Linked DNA regions of Pan troglodytes: region 1 is linked to region 2. Evidence: chromatin contacts called from public HiChIP or PLAC-seq data. All regions are on one chromosome and are shown on one strand. Each heading gives the region's core, a stretch centred on a gene start, on an enhancer-like site or on the middle of the called end of the contact. The rest is flanking DNA. Distances are from core to core; before and after follow the strand shown.

Region 1 (5,437 bases), core at 574-3,073, 180 kb after region 2:
CAAAGGGTCAGGTTACCTTTTAAGCATTTCGTGGGCAGGGGGCAGTTGGGGGGAGATCTGTGCAGGGGGAAGCATATTACAGAAGTGAGAAAAATGACAGTTATTTAATTGAGATATGCATTACATAATTTCTTACTTTTCAAGGAAAAACATATTTTATGACTTGAGTTTATCTGTCTAGTGACTTTGCAGCTGCACAGCTAGAGAAACAGGATCTTCACAACGCCTGGGAAAGGGAGAGATAAGGCTCACTAGCCACAGACAGAAAAACAGGCAGTTAATTTTTAAAGGACTCTACCTCTTTCTCCTCCTCAGGGGGAACTGGGTTTTCTTACATACAACTGAGTTTTTGCTTACACATTCTTTAATTCCTGTTCCAACTGTACTAGGCATTATGGAAGATTCACACACCCTATCTTGTTGCCAAGAAACATAATTTCTAGCAGGATAAATAAGTACATAAATAGCTATAAGATACAAAGAGACAAATCCTACAAGAGAAATATTGAAAACCTGTTATATGAATTTGCAAGAGGATGTGCTTATGTCAGTTTGGCTAAAGAAAATTTCATGAAGGAGGTAGCATTGGAGGGGTGGCTTGGAAGGTAGAATTTGGAGTGAAGAGATGGAAACAAGAATATTTGAGAGAGAACTGTGTGAATAAAAGCAGTGATGTGAAGGTGTAGTACAGGCATGGAAATTGTGAATACTAAAATTTGGCAAAACTCTAATGTATTGATTCTGAACTCTGCTTTGGGGTGCTGAAAGGCAGTGAAGCTATTGTAGTGGTTCCCCAAACTACTGGCCAACTACAAAAAGGAATGAAAAATGTCTTGAATGTATATGTACAACAATTCAAAACACATACAACCACTTTTTATTACAACATAAATCCATTAAAAATCATTACTGAATTCCCAATTTGTTATGTATTTTCTAAATCAGCAAATACCAAGGGTATAACTACTATAGTGAGCTAGTCCAACAAATTTTTTGGTGTTAAAAAAGGAGTGCTGTATGTCAAAAAGGTTGGTGGGTTTTGGAGTTAGACAAACCTTGATCTTAAACTCTGTCACTATTAATTAGTTGTGTGGGACTGGGCAACTCTGAGTTTGGTCCTTCATCTCTAGAGCGGTGGTTATAAAACCAACCTTGCGTTTTTTGACAATTAGAGAAATATATGGCATGTTTTAGATGCTCAGCAAGTGCGAAGTATCACAAAACGAAAAGCTGAGGTCAAATCAGAGTCCACCTTGAACACCAAGCTAAGGAACTGGTACTTTTTCTTTGAGCACATAGTTACAGAAGGTTTTGTCTGAGTGACAGGAAAATCAATAAATAAGTTAGAAGGTGATTGCATTGGTCTAGGTGAGGCATTATGAGGCACTGGCACTGAATTTCTGGGATATTTCAGACTATTAACTATAGGACTCCACATCTACTTGTATATGAGGAATGTGAGATTAAAAAAAAAAGGTCGCTATTTTGATCTAACTGTGCTGTTAACAACAATAAAAAGTCAACAGAGATGTAAAGGTCAGTTTTGGACATTTTGAGTTTAAACTACAATTATCGTGGCTGAAAAAGCAGCAAACATGATGTCTGTTGAAAACAAGGCTTTAGGAATTTTGCTCATTCTTTAAAAACCTACGAATTTTAAAAATCAAACTTTAAAAAACTTAAAAAAAAAAAAACGGCAGCGTAATACAATATTTGGACACGCTATACTATGGGCTTTGAAGAACGCCTGTCCAGAACACCCAACAAGCTCCATTATGTCAAACGCTCCCGCGCCTCTGTGATGTCACCACGACGCGCTGGGCGCTCTGCGCCTTGGCAGACGTCGTGCGTCATTACCAACGAGGCGCAGGGGTCAGGACGACTCTCGGCAGCGCCATTGCGCGCCCTCTAGTGGCAGCCGGTTTTCAGGCCGGCCTCCGGCTTTGAAGTTCCTCACCGCGTCTCCTTCCGTCTCCCCCAAGCCTGGATCACCGCCCAGCGTCAGGCGAGGGGCGACGTCTCGAGGTAAAACGGAGGAGGTGCGGGACGCGGAGACTGCGCGGGCCCGGTAGCGCTGGAGAGGCCGAGGCTCTAGGCCGCGAGGGGCGGGTGCAATGGCGGAGGAACAGGTGAACCGCAGCGCCGGCCTGGCCCCCGACTGTGAGGCCTCGGCGACTGCAGAAACTACGGTTTCCTCAGTGGGGACCTGTGAAGCCGCTGCCAAGTCACCAGAGCCCAAGGACTACGACAGCACCTGCGTGTTCTGCCGGATCGCGGGGCGGCAGGACCCGGGCACCGAACTCCTGCACTGCGAGGTGGGCGGCGACGCGCGGCCGGGGGTGGGTGAGGACCTGGCCGCCCCTCGGAGCTCCGGCAGGGAGGCCTCGCCGTTGTGGAGCGGGTGCAGAGGATCCCGATCGCTACTCAGCTCGCAGAGGCAGGGCCGCTCTGTGTGGATGGGGCTCGGGGAAGCTGGGGATACGCCCACTACGGGCCTTTCTGCGGGGTCCGGGTGCTGATGACAGACTCACTCCTAGGGGACGGACAGGCAGTGGCTCCAGCGGTATCTTTGCTGTTCCAAGGGGCAAAGAGTGAATGACAGGGCCGAATGCTTTGGCCTATGTTTGCAGGTACCCAGGTACTTGGTACAAATAACATTTTGTGGCCTCTGCTTTTATTACAAGGATTCTTCTCCACCTTCAAGATACTGATTTTAAATCCTGCACACTCTAATACCGATACTGATGAGAAAACTAGTAGAAAATAGGTAATGATAATTGTGGAAAGCTGTTCGTTAGATTGGCAGAAAATAGGCTGGAGGGAGTGGGTCTGAGGTCAAACTATTATTGAATTGCCTCTGAATTCCACTGTCAGTTGGGATGCGTGGACATTTTCAGAGCATGAAGACTTTGCCCAGATATTTTTAAGCGGATAATCTGGCACACACTTTATTCTGTTGGTTTTACTTGTCCATATAGAAACAACTTTTTGAGAGAATTAGCTCCAAAGATTGTGTCTTTTGTAGTAAACATTCCTTTATTTTTAAAAAAATAAATAGAATTCCTTCTAAGCACCTTGTTTTGGAGGTTTTTGAGCAAGATAAGGGACAGTCTGTGTCCCGATTTTACAATCTAAAGGGCGGAATGTATACAGAGGAGGTAGCCAGTTACAATGTCTCGTGCTGTGGTCAGGTGATTTTACAGTATTTTGTAAGCTTGTGGGAGGAGCATCTAACCCAGCTCTGAAGAATTAGGGAAGGCTTTCCAGAGGAAATGAGGCATGAAGAAATAAGTAGGAGTTGATCAGATGAGGAAATGGAGAGAATAATGTCCCAGGTGGAGAGACCCCCCGAGAGGTTCAGTTTGTGTGATAGAAAAACTAACAGAAATTGTCTAACTAGTGCATAGAGTTTGAGAGGATGAAAGGCGAGGCTGGAGAGGTAAACAAGGGACCAGATTATTAAGTGTGTTGGAAGTCATGTGAAGGAATTTTGTCTTTATCTGAAGAGCAAAGTGAAACTTCACAATGTTTAATGGTGGGTTGGGAGGAAGATGTTGCGGAGTTATAGAAGGGGGTTGATCTTTGAAAGGTCATTCTGGCATCATTGTGGAGAATGATTTGGAGGAGACCAGTCTGGAGGTATGGAGACCTGTTAGAAGGCTAGTAGATTAATCTACCCTGATGATGGCCTGAAATGAGAATGTGGTAGAGGAGATTATGAAAAGTATATCAATTTAAGGGATACAGTATTCAGGAGGTAAAACAGGCAGGACTTGATGGATACAGGTCAGTGCTTCTCAACTGGGGGCAATTTTGCCCTCCCAGGGTACATTTTGCAATGTATTGAGATACTTTTGATTGTAACAACTTCTGGCACTTCTAGGGGTTGCTTCTGGGACCTAAATAATGGATAAAAGCCAGGGTTGCTATTAACATGGTACAGTGCACAGGACAGCACCCCCACCACCCCATCAACACACACACATAAAACAGGCTTATCCAGCCCTCAAAATGTCAGAAGTGCCAAGGTTTAGAAACCCTGATTTAGATATAAGAGAATAAGGAAATGAAAGAGGGTGAAGTCAAAGATGATTTCCAGGTTTCTGGCTAGGGTAAACTAGTAGTGGTGGTACCATTTCATTAAGCTCGGGAACACAGGAGGAGAAAAGATGGCCAGGGGAGTGGTGGGAGGTAGCAAAGCGATGAGTTCAGCTATGGAGTTGTGGAGTTTGAGGTGAGTTTGAGGCATCTAAGTAGAGATGTCTTTTAAATGGTTGGATAGTCTAGCACTCTGTAGAGGGATCTGTATCTCTAACCCAGATTACAGGAACTGTCGGTTTATAGATGGAAACTGAAAAAGAAGGGAAGCGATGAGATCACCCATGAGGTAAAAAGTGAAGGGGAGGCCTACACAGAACTCTGAAGAATGCTAACATCATAAGGGACAGACAGAGGAAGAGGACCTGGAAAGGGAATAGAGAAGGAACAGATAAATAGAAGGAACACTGGGAAGGCTAAGAGAAGGGAGTATGTCAAAAAGAAAGGAATTGCCAGCAATGTCAGCAGCAATATTAGCCTGCCTTCATCCTCAAATCTGGGTTAGATGACCCTTGTATGTCCTTGCAGAGTCAGAGCAGGACTGGTTGTATCCCCAAAGTGATGTTCATTGACCTTGAGGAGAGCAATTTCATGAAGTGGTGAAGCAAAAGGCAGATAGCAGTTGATTGAGAAGAACTTGGGAAAGGAAGGAGTGAAGACAGCAAATACAGACAACTCTCACAGGAATTTGGCAATCCAGGGGAGGAGGGAAAGGTAGTGGTAGCTACAGGAGAAGTTGGGGATTAAGAGAAAGCTTTTAAAACAGTGAAACCTTTTGTGTGTTCAAATCCGGGAAGATGCCTATAGAGAGAGGTTTAAAATGGCCCAGGGGGTAGAATGTTGACCCTGGGAAAGAGGAAACTCATTCCTCACTCTCTGTGTGCCAGGCACTGTTGGAGGCATGGGGATACAGCCGTAAACAAAACATGCAAAACTCCTTGCCCTTATGGAGCTCACCTTGTAGTTGCAGAAAAGGATAATAAGCAAAATAATAAGTAAAATTTATAGTTTATTAGATGGCAGAAAATAAAGAGGAAGGGGATGCAGTTTTAAAATTTTAGTCAGGAAAATCTGCACTAAGCAGGTGACATTTGGGTTAAACCTTGAAAAAGGAGAAGGAGCAATTATATGGTTATTTCCAAGTAAAAGGTTTGAAGTAGCTCCTGTGAAGGCTAGGAGAGAGAATTAGGGAAACAAGGATTGTTGTACAGCGGGTCACGTGAGGTTGAGGACATTCAATTTCAGGTCATACCAGTCTGCTCAGTTGTGTGATTTTCTTCCCACTTTCCAGCAGCAGCCAAAGGCTGAGATTACACAAGGTAGGCAGTTGTATTGACCC
Region 2 (5,584 bases), core at 962-3,461:
CTCAGCATTCTCCTCTTCCCAATCAGTCTCAGCACAGCTAAAAGGAGAGCAAAACAAACTCATTTTAGTTGCAATCAAGCTTTCAGTCTGTTTCTATGCTATGATGAAATTTCTCCTTAAAAAAAAAAGGTGGGGCCGGGCGCGGTGGCTCACGCCTGTAATCCCAGCACTTTGGGAGGCCAAGACAGGAGGATCACGAGGTCAGGAGATCGAGATCATCCTGGCTAACACGGTGAAGCCCCGTCTCTACAAAAAATACAAAAAAAAAAAAAAAATAGCCGGGCCTGGTGGCGGGCGCCTGTAGTCCCAGCTACTCGGGAGGCTGAGGCAGGAGAATGGCATGAACCCGGGAGGCGGAGCTTGCAGTGAGCCAAGATCGTGCCACTGCACTCCAGCCTGGGCAACAGAGAGAGACTCCGTCTCAAATTAAAAAAAAAAAAAAAAAAAAAAAAAAATCCAACAGCTCAAAAAGTGGCAAAGGTTAGGATGGTTTAGAACTTTCAGGATCAAAAAAAACTTAATGTCTATATAACACTATTTTTCTTTTTTTGACTCCACCATTGCCATATTTTCCTTTGAGGAACTCCCAGAATTCTACTTTACCCTGAATGTGGGAATTACTAATGATAAGTAGGTGCATTTTTGAGGGGCCTATATGGTTTATATAGTGGGAATTGATACTCTGGATGTAACACATTTACTATATTTGTGTAAATCTCTTAGAGAAAATTTAAAATTAGCAAAAAAAACATTAACTAAATGAGTTATTAAAACACAATAAACTAGCTATGTCCAACCATACATCTCAGAAAAGATCTCATATTTATAGAGATGAGAGTAGGAATAGCTCCAATATAGGCAAATAATCTCCAAAGTACATAATCTGAATGTACAGAAAAACTAAAAATTAACTCTAAGCATGATACTGAATAAGTATTATTCCTCATAAAACTATCTTCCTCTTTTATTAGTCAAACAAAATCAAGGTTAAACAAAGGCTTAACTGACTGCTTGTAAACACATCCAAATTATTTTTAAAAACTGAAAAATACAATTTTAGAATCACAGAACTTTATGTTATTTGATTGATTATAAATTACATTACCTGTAAATAGAGATGGCGTATTTTAAGCCTTAGATTAAATAAACTTTTAAAACGGTCAATTTTTAATGATTAAAAAACCCCAACAAGCGAATGAAAAGTACATAAAACTTATGATTTAAAAAGAAAAAAAAATACTATGAAAAAAAAACCCAACCAGCGAGTGAAAACTACACAAAACTCTTGACTTCTAAATGGCATGCAGGACACAAATGTCAAGGAAAACAAGTTTTCCCTGACCGGGAATCGAACCCGGGCCGCGGCGGTGAGAGCGCCGAATCCTAACCACTAGACCACCAGGGAACTTACTTAACGTTTCTCCCTAAACATATTTGCTATGTTAAAAATCTGCACTTACTTCCTCTAACCAGTAGGGGATAGAGTATTACGTCTAAGCCACACCCACTTTGTTCTTGTTCTGAGTCCTGGTCCCCGAATCTATTTCCTGAAATTGAAGCAAATTCTCGGAAGCGCCGGGATGGCCCCTTGAGGAAAAAACCTATACCCTCCAAATCTAATCCTCTTCCTATTGCCATGCTGGAAAATATATCCTGGAAATTCTCATTCTTTTACGTAACATGTAAATCTCTTTACCAAGACAAGTGTTGTCTGGACGCGTACTGTCCAGAGCCTTGTAATTTGCTTTATTATTTTATTAACCATTTTAGCTGCTCTTTCCAAATCTAAGTTCTGTCCCTCTCCGTCTTTCTTCGTTCTCTGTCACGCGGATGATAAGTCCCTCTAAACATTTTACTAAATCTAACGATAGATTGCCACCAGCTGAGAGCGTTTCTCGGCGAAGAGCCGGAGCGACCCCGCGCTGTCCTGGGTGCAGAGCGCGTGCTCTACAAATATGGGTGATGAAGGGTCACGTAGCCTCATAGCACGCGGTTCTATTTTATTTATTTGGCACACGCAGGCTAACGAAGCTGAGAGAGCTGTGGGTGGTATGCCTAGTGAAGGATCAGGACATCTGCCCAAGGCTCCAAGCAAGTCCTTCAAACCCACTGTGTTTGTCATCCTCCTACTTTCCAAACTGTGTTATTATCTGGGCAATTGCTTCACTTCTCCGCCTTATATACTAGACACGGCCAGGAAATGATGCAATTACCAAAGGAGTCAAGACACCTTACAGCCCAGCCTTAATTCAGAAACCCTCATAAAGTAGATGCAGAGGGCAGTAAGATATAACTCAACTTTGAAAATGTCAGCCGTTATAGTTGAAGAAATCTGACCCAAGAGACTTCGCTCCGCTGCAAGATGGAAGGAAGCTTAAGTAAGACATAAATTTGTAATGAACTTGCTCACAACATCCGGCGCCACTGTGAGTTGCAGTCATCATCCATTACCACAAAAATTAGGTGAGCCTGTGCTTGAATCTCGTATCTTTTTTTTCAGCAGCTCAGAGATGGAGTTTAAATCATTGAGATACTTTATCTGAAAATATGTAATAATATGAGAACAGGAAGATTTAAAGGGGTTATTAAGATAATAAGATAGAAAAATCATCAGAAGAAATTTCTACACTTTATTGTATTTTAAGTGGGACCCTTTTTTCCTATCCCAAGGAATCTTAGATCAAGTTCAGTAGGTGGAGCTCTTAACTCTTACTTAAGGGGTTGCTAGACCTCAGCATTAGACCATCTGGTTTTGAATAAAAAGATTAAGCAGATATTAGTTTAAATTTGTATAGGTTTAGTCACAATATTTTACACAAAGTACAAAAGGGTATGGTGAAAACCATCCTCCTACTCACTCCTTTCTTCTTCCCAGAAGTAACCAGTGTTACCAGCTTCTTCTGTATCTCCCAGAAATAATCTATGCACATACAACACATATCTGGTTCATTTTCCTCCAACTTTTTGGTTTCGAAACATGTCAAAGCAACAGAAAGTTGCAACTATAGAACATTGAACACACATATACCCTTCATCCATACCTTTGCCTTCCAATTTAGAGCTCCAGCAACTTGTGGCTATTAGGCACTAAAATGTAGCCAGTATGAATAGATGTTATGTAAATGCTGGATCCACACTGTATGTTTAAGCCTTAGTATTTAAAAAAAAGAAATGTAAAATATCGTGTTAATACTTTTTACTTTAATTACATTTTTAAATGAGAATAATTGGATATATTGGGTTAAATAAAATATTATTAAACTTAATTTTGCTTTCTTTTTACTTTTTAAATGTAGCTACTAGGATATTTAAAATTATACATGTCCTTACATTATATTTCTATCTTACAGTACTGTTCTAGATTCATCAATTATTAATATTTTCCATATATGCTTTCTCTATTTTTTTCGGAACCATTTGGGGTTAGCTGCAGACAGCATGATGCTTTATCATACATACTAAACACTGTATTATGCATCTACTAAGAGCAATCAATATAATTATCAACTCAAGAAATTTAATTCCACATTGTCATTTATTATATGGTCAATAATCAAATTTTCTAGTTGTCCTAATAATCTCATTTATAGTTTTTCTTTTAATCTAGGCTACACTCTTGGATTATACCTTGCATTTAGTTGTCATGTATCTGTAGTCTCCTTCCTTTACTCTGGAACAGTTTCCGCAGCCTTTTTTCTTTTACATCATTGACCTTTTTGAATAGTGGAGGACAACAGTTTCAGAAAGTTAGTCAATTTAAATATTTCTTCTGGCAGGACAACTATCCTAAGTGATGTGTGCATTATATCAGAATGCACATAATTCCAGTGTATCACATTACCTGTAATGGGTAAGTGTGGTAGGCAGAAATGTCCACTTCACCCCACAACACCAGAGATGTCACTGTCCTAATCCCCAGAACATGTTGACATGTCACCTTACATGGCAAAAGGAACTTTGCAAATGTGATTAAGATTTTGAGATGGAGATTATCCTAGATTACCTGGATGGGCCCCAATCATCACAAGCGTTCTTATGAGTGAAAGAGGCGGGGGGGCAGAGGAGTCAGGTCAGAGTGATGTGATGTGCAAAAGACTCATCTGGCCATTGCTGCCTTTGAAAAGGGAGGAAGGGGAACCACAAGCCAAGGAATGAAGGCGGTTCCTCTTCTCCCATAGGCTTCCAGACAAAAAGCAGCTCTGCCAACATCTTGACTTTAGCCCACTGAGACTTACGTTGTACTTCTGAACTACAGAACTGTAAGATAATAAATTTGTATGGCTTTAAGTCCCTAATTTAGTGGCTACGTACCGTCATTTGATTAAGGTGTATGCTATATTTCTCCATCATAAAGCTACCTTTTATAACTGTAATTAATTGGCAAATGTTGGAAAAAGCAAATATCAACGGTGGAAGTGATTCTTTGAGACTGTAGACCATTCTGTTCCTCAGCAAACTTTTAGCCAATGGGTTTAGCATTCACTGATGATCCTTGTCTGAATCAATTATTGCTATAGTGATGGCAAAATGGTGATATTTTAATTTTATCATTCTTCTGAAAATAACTTTCCCTCCTCTCCTCCCTCTTTGTATTCTTTATTTAATTTTTAAATATCAGCCTGGACTCATATTCTTTTTTTCTGTTTTAGTGAGTTTTTATTCAATGTATTATATTCTGTTGCTGTCATTATTCATTTAAAACCTAAATCTTCCCAAATTCAGCCAGAGGGAGTCTATTCAAACTGGCTCCTGTGTTCTTTTGGAATGTCCCTATACATTTTTGAGCACTTCTTTACTTTCAAGCACAACATCGCCCAGGTACAGCCTGTACTTTATAACAGGAAGAATTAACATCTTCATGCATATATCTATTTTTCTTTAATTTCCTTTTTAAATTTTTTACACAAAGAGTAGCATACTCTACATGATTTTCTGTATTTTTTAATTAATATCTTTTAGAGGGTGTTCATTATTTAAATGGAGTGTCCTCATTGTTTTTGACAACTGCAGGGTAGGTATTCCACTGTATAGATACCTTACTAAAGCAGTTCCATATCATTGGGCATTTAGATTGTTTACAATCTTCTGCTGTTACCAAAGTACAGCCAAAAATAACCTTGGAACAACATAATTTAACATTTAATTTTTATTAACTTGCCCACAAGTGATTCATCTTATAGAGTGCCAATTTCTGATTTGAAAATGTTAGAAGAAAAATCATGGCATCCAATTCATATTCAACTATCATTATAATTTATTTACAGTTTTTCAATTTGATCTCAACCTGAGTCAGCTGTCCTTCTTTTGTTTATTAAGCTATTCATTCATTTGATAAACATTTATTGAATCTAATATATGTCAGGTACTATGTTGGACACCAAGGACACCACACTGAACAAAACAGGATCCCTGACCTTAAAACTTAGTCTGGTAGAGTTCAAGTAACCAAGCAATTATGGTATAATAAGAGAAATGTATCATCATAATAAGTTTATTTAATAGATTAAAAATCCATCTTTTATCACATATACATGCTGATGGAATATAAAATGGTATAGCCACTCTAGAAAATAGTTTGGCAGTT

Evidence for each region. HiChIP or PLAC-seq counts read pairs in DNA pulled down with a chosen protein or histone mark.
Region 1: a contact with region 2 is called in an H3K4me3 HiChIP or PLAC-seq map of stem cell-derived excitatory neurons, with 8 times the contacts expected there. The contact joins the promoter of HINT3 here to the promoter of NCOA7 in region 2. A contact is called at or near these places in 3 of 7 Hi-C or Micro-C datasets (blood, a lymphoblastoid cell line and stem cell-derived neural progenitor cells), 1 of 1 datasets of contacts at active chromatin or transcription factors (stem cell-derived excitatory neurons) and 1 of 1 other capture datasets (stem cell-derived neural stem cells).

Annotation. Positions count from the first base shown.
Region 1 is chr5:137,833,030-137,838,466 of NHGRI_mPanTro3-v2.0_pri, forward strand. HINT3 (histidine triad nucleotide binding protein 3) reads left to right here and starts at 1,824. Exons shown (of 5, transcript XM_001165850.4): 1 at 1,824-2,315. The coding sequence starts at 2,115.
Region 2 is chr5:137,653,577-137,659,160 of NHGRI_mPanTro3-v2.0_pri, forward strand. NCOA7 (nuclear receptor coactivator 7) reads left to right here and starts at 2,212. Exons shown (of 16, transcript XM_063813429.1): 1 at 2,212-2,463. It overlaps TRNAE-CUC (transfer RNA glutamic acid (anticodon CUC)), which reads right to left and starts at 1,405; the gene lies at 1,334-1,405.